Linked DNA regions of Anas platyrhynchos: region 1 is linked to region 2. A link is a contact called in public Hi-C data. All regions are on one chromosome and are shown on one strand. Each heading gives the region's core, a stretch centred on a gene start, on an enhancer-like site or on the middle of the called end of the contact. The rest is flanking DNA. Distances are from core to core; before and after follow the strand shown.

The links. A called contact is a pair of places that touch in the nucleus more often than the background predicts.
Region 1: a contact with region 2 is called in a Hi-C map of skeletal muscle, with 2.8 times the contacts expected there. The contact joins two enhancer-like sites. A contact is called at or near these places in 5 of 8 Hi-C or Micro-C datasets (liver, skeletal muscle and subcutaneous adipose tissue).

What each region holds. Positions count from the first base shown.
Region 1 is chr3:3,624,486-3,628,509 of IASCAAS_PekinDuck_T2T, forward strand. No RefSeq gene overlaps it. Among named protein-coding and RNA genes, the nearest start is that of CD93, 15 kb to the left of the region's middle. Within about 2 kb of position 2,191, at least 2 of the 8 cell types and tissues checked have an H3K27ac peak or open chromatin away from gene starts, as enhancers often do.
Region 2 is chr3:3,574,050-3,577,620 of IASCAAS_PekinDuck_T2T, forward strand. No RefSeq gene overlaps it. Among named protein-coding and RNA genes, the nearest start is that of SSTR4, 9.2 kb to the right of the region's middle. Within about 2 kb of position 1,567, at least 3 of the 8 cell types and tissues checked have an H3K27ac peak or open chromatin away from gene starts, as enhancers often do.

The sequences.
Region 1 (4,024 bases), core at 941-3,440, 51 kb after region 2:
CCGGGTTTCCTTGCACGTGGCTCAGCGGGGAGGTAGCAAGAAGTGGCCAGCGCTTCGTCCCCATGAGCCTGGACGCCAGGCTCGAGTTTTGATCCCATGTCCGGCAAATGCACCAGAAGAACTGTTGGTACCCCCCAGTAATGAGCCCTTCACCTGCCGTGTGAAGCATTTTGCTTGCTCAGAGCCTGGGGCAGTGCAGCAGGAGCCGTGGGGCAGAGAGCAAACGGCGAAGGATTTGCGAAGTGGGAAATATCCACTCGCGCCCATGCCAAAATACACGTGTGTGGATATACACCCACGTGTATATTTATATATACATACACATCTATAGGTGTATTTTTTCATGTCGCAGTCCCTGGAGTGACGTGATGCTTCAGATTTTATTTTGTGAAAAAGCTTCTAGGCCCGTTGCACAGAAATCCCTGGAGATCTGCCCAACCCTCGCACTTAAACTAAAGCAAATAAAACAGCGTTGTTGTTGTTTTGTTTGTTGGTTTTAAATAAAAAGCTACCTGCAGGCACAGGTAGGGGCTGGGCCCACTTGAGATGCAGCAGCCCTTTGGCTGGGGTCCCTGTGCCCCTGGTGGCAGAGCCGTGAGGCTGGCAGAGGGACAACACACGCAGCAGTCCCACCGAGACCCTTGCAGGCTCCTGGAGCCTCTGGGGGACAATTTGGGAGCCCCTGTGGCTGTTCCGTGCCCTTCCAGAGCATGCGGGGCAATCACTGCTTGCCCCTCACTTGGTGTACGTGTGCACATTCAAGTGCATGCATGGATGTGCATATAAACGTAGGTGGAACTGCACACAGATAGGTCCATGTGCGGACACAGATAATGCATGCGCGCAGGGTCAGCAAAGGAGTTTGCCCAGCACCTCCCTGCCAAGACAATAATGTGGCTTTGTCCAGAACGTGTCTCCACCTCGATCAGAAGAACCCAAGAGAACAGGAGGAAGCGGCTTAACGACCCAGAAAAAGGAAACCAAGATTTCAAACAAAGGGAAAAGTTTATTAAGGCGTTACCAAAGCCAGACTGTCCTGGAAATGATGTTCAGCATTGTTCGGCAGCCGCCCATGGCTGAATTCAAAGGCGTGCCGTGCTGTGCCTTAAAAAAAAAAAGCACACGTGCAGGCAACGCTCACGTTTGCAGGGCACTTTCTCTGCTCCAGCATCAGTTTTGGCCCTGCAGGACTTGTCCTGGGAAATATGCTCAGAGGAGAGCATGGTGGTCCCTGGCAGGACGTGGCACAGAAAAACCTCAACGCAGACATCCATGGAGAGGAACAGATCCCACCTGAAGGTCGCTGTGGCAGCAGGGTCCCTCCCCCCTCCCAGCTGCATCATTCTGGTTCCCAAAGCCCCCTTCCTCCTCCCCAGTTCCTCAGCCTTGTGTTTGTGGCATTAATTACCAAATAGTAAAGCAATTAGTAATTAGCCATGCCTCTGCTGCTGTGGCATGTAATGGTTCGGTCTCAGAGCAGAATGACACGTGAATCGACAGCATTTGGGGACCGTGTCCTTAAACTCATCTTTGTTTAGGGGGGCTGCCTGTTGAACCCCTGCAGAGCTTTTGGGGATGTTACGCTGTCCTTCCCATTCGGTGGGGGCACAAAACCCATCTTCCCAGCAAAGCGGTGCCTGCTGGGGCCATGCAGGAAACTGAAGCGCCCCACGCCACAATGCATTATTTCCTGCAGGGAGGCACCCCGCAATACAGGAAAGCATCAGCAGTTTTCTACGGCCATCGCGCCCTTGGGGCAGTCTCAGACAGCTCTGCCGCCACATCCAGTGCGTGCCTCCACATCACCCCACAGTGCTGGGGCCTGGGGCTGCCTGAGCCCAAGCGTGGCCTGTGTATGAACATAGAATAAATAAAAATAAAGAGCAAACACAAATGCCCTCTCTGGAAAGCAACCAGGACTCGGAGGAGGAGGATGCTGGCATGGAAAACCCGTCTCGCTCCTCTCACCACCGTGGGAAAGGTGCCCAGTGCGCCAGCTCTCCTCCTAGCCATCACCACAGCTCCAAAACCTCCCTGCTGAGCATCAGTCTGAGACCAAGAACGATCAAAACACAGGCATTCTTCCAGCGAACTCTGCCATAAATCTATTTATGCAGTGATGCAACCTTATGCTAAGAGCAGTGACTCAGAAGGCGGCACAGCACGGATCCTGTGCAGCCCATCTTCACCACAGCTGGCTTTCTGTGCCTCGTCACCGTGTTATGTGAGCTGGGCTTGTCCCCACGCGCTGCTCTGGGGCTGTGCTGTTCTGAAAATCTGGTTCCAAAAAGTTGTTTGGTTCCTTTGGCAGAGATCCTCAGGGCTGTTGTGGCTGCCAGTTAAATACGGGGGGTTTTATTGTGCGGTTTCTGGTTATCTTGGGGGGGAAATAGACTGTCCTCGGTGCGTGCGTTCTCACAGCATGTGGCTGTTGGAAATGCCAGTCCTCAGGGCCTGGGTTATGGGGAAAGGAAAGGCAGAAAAAAAAGTTTCGGCTCCATCAGTTTGGGTTTGATTTTCTTCTCGCGGACACCCACTGCTGGGCTCGCTGGCACTGGGGAGAAGCCCCGGGGCTGCAAGGGGCGCACGCTCCCCTGGTGATGAAGGTGCCTGCTCTGGAGTTGTGCCGAGGGATGCTGCCGCCCCTTGGCAGCATTTAATTTTTTTCCTGCACTTTGGTGATTTGCCCACAGGTGAGAAACACAAGTGCGCGCCTCACCAGGGCGGCGGCTGGTGTGGGATTGCATCGCCCCCATTCACACACAAAGTCCTTGCACCGTTTTGCTGCACGGCCTCCCATGAAATAATCTCTGCAGATAAGCATCTGGATCCTGCCATTGTTATCCAAAAAGGAGCAGCGGGAGGAGAAAGGTGGGGAGTGAAAGATGGTCCCCCCCCCAGCAGCTAGGGCAGCGAGGGGCCACGGGACAGCCCGGGCGCAGATTTTGCAGATTTGTTTGTCTTTCGGGGGGAGAAAAATTCCAGCTCCGCTCTCAGCAATCGCACAAGTTTTCTCGCTGCTGGATAATATTGCTTTCCCCTTCCATTGTACTTGCACAAAGCAAAACCTCCAGCTGCAAGTTATCTTTTTTCACTGAGCAGGCAGCCCTGCTCAGTCATGAAACCACAGCCTCCACGTGCTCGAGAGCTTGAGGGGAGCAGAAAGGGGAACAGGGCTTGTGCAGGACGCGAGGGTTTGCCATTAGCTTCGTGAGGAGCGCCAGCCAGGAGACCAAACCACACCAAACGGTTGCTGGTGTTGATAACAATCCTGGTGTAAATCATTGGGTTACTGCAAAATAAAATGATCGTGCTAGAAGTCGTTCGAGAAGAAAACCTCCCCTGCACCCTGCTTCGCTCCTCCGTGGTGCTTCTTGTGCTCCTGCTCCTCCGACACCAATAGTGGCAGGAGCTTTACCGCTGTGTGAGCTACAATCAGCACAGCCAGATGAACATTTTCCTTCAAAACAAGGAAAAAAATTTTGCAGACTTTTTTTCCAAGCCTGTAGTGATTTTTCCCTGAGCATGACCAGTGATTTTGCCACTCGAAGCACAGGAGTGGTGATTCTCACAGCCCGCTTTCCCCATGACTGCAAGCCCCCAGCCCTGGCTGGGCTGCTCACCAGCGGGTGTGAAGGGAAAGCTCGCGGCACATCCCACAGCCCGTCCCCACAGCCACCTGCGTGCCCTGGCCTCATCCAAGCCCAGCTGGAGGCAAGTGCAGCCTTTCCACTGACCTCACTCCCCAAATATTCCCTCCCCCTGTTTTTGCAGGAAGGAAAGGAGCGCAGAATTAAGGACTGGATACACAGAAGGACTGAAGGAAAAATTCATGTCCTAGGCTGTCACAAAATGCACCCAAAAGCTTGGCGGTGGCTGTGGGATGCCTGGCGACCACCTGCCCCATGCTTCACATCCTCTTTGCCCCCTGAGACTGCCCTTTGCACTGAGGGAAAGGGCTTCCAAGACTGGAGTTCCCCCTCACCCATCCCAACCCAGCTGCTTCATCTCCGGTAAACATCTC
Region 2 (3,571 bases), core at 317-2,816:
AGCTGGGGCAGAGGCACCCAGGTTTTGCCAAAGTTTTGCTGCAGCCAAAGCCAAGAGGCCTGCATCATGCTGCAGATAGTTCTTCTGTTTATCAAAGAAAATGACACTGGGGTTTGGCAAAGCCAGGGCAGAGTTGCCCAGTGTTTGCCAAAGCTATTCCATAGTTTAGGCCAAGAGGCCTGAATCTTGCCATAGCCAAGGCCAAGAGGCCCGCATCTTCCCTAGATCATTCTTTTCCTGTTCAACTACGAAAATGAAGCCATTTTGGCCGAAGCCAGGGCAGATGTGCCCAGGGTTTGCCAAAACTCTGCTGTAGGCAAGGCCAAGAGGCCCACATTTTACCGCACATCTTTTTATCAAAGAAAAGCACACCAGGCTTTGGTAAAGCTGGGGTAGAGGCACCCAGGGTTTGCCAAAGCTTTGCCATTGCTGAGGCCATGAGGCCCACATCTTGCCATAGCCAAGGGCCAAGAGGCCTACGTCTTGCTGTAGATCGTTCTTTTTGTCAAAGATAAGGACATAGCTGTTTGCCAAATTTGGGGCAGAGTTGCCCAAGGTTTCCCAAAGCTTTGCCAAGTGGCCCACACTTTGCTGTAGCCAAGGCCAAGAGGCCCGCATTGTGACATAGATCCTTCTTCTTCTGTTTAGCAAGGAAAAGGAAAACGGGGTTTGCCAAAGGTGGGACAAAGGCACCCTGGGTTCACCAAAGCTCTGCCGTTTCCGAGGGCGAGGAGCCCACATTTTGACATAGCCAAAGCCAAGGGGCACGTGTTACCATGTAGATGGTTCTTCTTTTCACCAAAGAAAAGGCTGCCCAGGGGGTTGCCAAAGCCGGGGCACTCTACGTGTGCCCCATGCAAGGGACAAGTCTCCACTGTCATCCCTTTTCTGAGACCAGCTGTGGTAGGATGCCAGGCAGTGATGTGCTAACCCTCATTTGTCGGGGGTACTCCTGCGGTGCATGTAGATCCCAGCCAGATTTGATTTAGAGCTGCACAAAGCACATGCAGCCCTCTGCTTTGCTCACCCTGCAGAGCACCCAGCAGGGAGCAGCACCCCACTGCCCAACCTCCCACAGGAGGACTAGCCCCTTCTGCAGCATTTATATGGGAATGCAGCAATCGGCCCAGATGCCTACCTGATGAGTCCCCATTTATCCATTAATTTAACTACTCAGCTGCTAATACAGAGACCTGCCTGCTCCCTATCTCTTAACCTTTCCCTCAGCATTCATAGGCTCTTCTGCTTCTCCTGCTACCTGGGGCCAATCCCTTGGCTGTGATTTTGGGGCAGAAGATAATTAGTTTGGGGGTATTGCCAGGATAAGGAATGAAAGCACATGTCCAGCATGCTGTCAGCACAATGGGAACAGCTCTTGCACAAGCTGAGCAGCCCCCTTCCTACAGGAACCCATTCCCTGGACTTGGTGAGGAGGAGGAGGAGAGGACACGCTGGAGTTCGGGTAGCAGCATTGTGAGTCCTGCTGCCAGCAGAGCTGGGAGGACGTGGCCACACCAGGACGTTTCGCTTATGAGCAATGTCTTACTAACTGCCAGGAACTGTTCTGATTCAGCTGAAATTGTTCAGGCTTTTTGATAACTCAAAATATTTGGGAGGGAGAGAGGGCTGCCTGGGTCCCAGCCAGTTCCTCTCCCTTTCCCTTGAGTGAGAGGAAGGTACTTCGATGTGTTTAGCAAAGCAAGCACTTTCTGAGTCATTGAACCCTGGCTTTTTTTTTTTTTTTTTTTTTTTTTTCCAGTTTGGCTGGGGCTGAGTACATGCTGTCAGATGCCCTCAGTTCAAGCAGGGTTTTTTCTTCTTTTTTTTTGACACACAGTAACTCATGCTGCTTCCTGAGGTTCAAACCCTCCTCCTGCAAACGTCTGTGGGGCTGGCTGGGAAGAGGGCTGTTCTGGGGGACAGGACAGGACTTGTGTGGGGGGCACCCTGCATGGGCTGGGATTTTGCTGATAGAGGTGGGCAGGCATTACAAAGAAAGACACATTCAGTTCATTCTTGTGAGTTGAAGGGACGCTAACGTGCATTGAAACTGTCCATCTGAATTAGCAGTTCAGAATCAGGTCATGGAAATCTCTGCAGCATATTTATTTCCTTTTAATTCAGAGCAAACTGAGTATGAAAAGAAAGAAACTTGATCTGCTGCTAAGGAAGATGTGGGAAGGACGAGGCGGATGTGTCTGACACTGGCAGAACTGGGGAAGCTCTAAGAAATACTTCTGCAAACAGTTTGCTCACTTAGAAATGTGTGTGTTGGCCAGCAGTAAGCGATGAGTGAAACTCGACTGTGCCTCTTGGATCTGTGCTGCAGTGCAAGCCAGGCTTGCACCTCAGCACCGTGCTGCAAGCGCAGAGAAGAGCTGCAGCCTGTGGCCAGGGGGAGGACGCAGCTCCCGGCCCCTCACTGGGCATGAGGGGCATTGTGGACCTCAGCTGGGATGCTGAGCTGCTCAGACGCTGGGGTGCTGGGATGCTCCCTGGTGAAGCATTCTCCAGCAGGGTTCTGGAATAGTGAGGCACAAGGGGGAGATAATTGCAGAACATCTATTTAATAAGAGGTCTCAGTTGTCCCTGTGGCTCCTCATGAGCTCCTGCAAGTCTGGGCTTAAGGATTTATTGCTTGAAATAAGAATTCCAGCACGTGACACTGACCTTGGCTGACTTGAGTGAGGAAATGCTCTCCTCATTTGCACTGGTTTTCACTCATCCCCAATGCACAGGGTCCAAAGCACAGGCACACATAGTTTGTGCACAGTGCATCACTTGTGCACAATGCATTGCTTGAGCACAACCGCATTGCTGGTGCGAAGCCCGCACATCCCCAGGCACAGTCTTTGCTGCCATTAGGGCTGCAGGCAAAACACGGTTATGTATTTCTGACACAATTCGCCCGATCTGCTGTTATTTTGTGTCACCAGATGGCACTGCTGCTGTCAGCTGGAAGAAATTCCCTGTGCCACAGTGCTGCTGGCACTCACTCGATGCTGGTGATTGCACTAGTTCGGACTACTGGGGTACAAGCTGGGGCCAACGTGCTGCAGCTCTGAGGAGCAAACCAGCCTCTTCAAACGCTGAAGACAGAGCATAACTGAAAAATGTTGAAGCATATTTAGCTCACGTTGCATTTTCCCATGTTCTCATGCACTTTTACCCTGCCAGTCCACCAGCAAGCCCTCGCCCCTTCACAAATCTGCAGAACACCACCGAGTTAGGGGCAGGGGCAGTGGTGGGCAGCGGGCACAGCAGCCCCTCGCCATGCCACGTGGCCACAGACCAGCACCAACGGCAGGCCCAAACCCCATTTTCCACCCAAACGGCACTCACATCTCAGTGCCATTTCCTAAAGAGTTTGCGCGGCCATCTCCTTTGTGCAGGGCTGGCACCAGTGCAGGAAGATGCCAAAGGAGAAGGAGTGAGCCAGCATGCTGACGCTTAGCCGGCTGAAACGTTCAGTGCTAATTAATAGCAGACCAACTGCAGGGAGACACAATTTTGTCCTAATTTTTTTTTTTTTTTTTTTTTTTTTTTTTAGGGCCTAATAACTTCCAGCTGG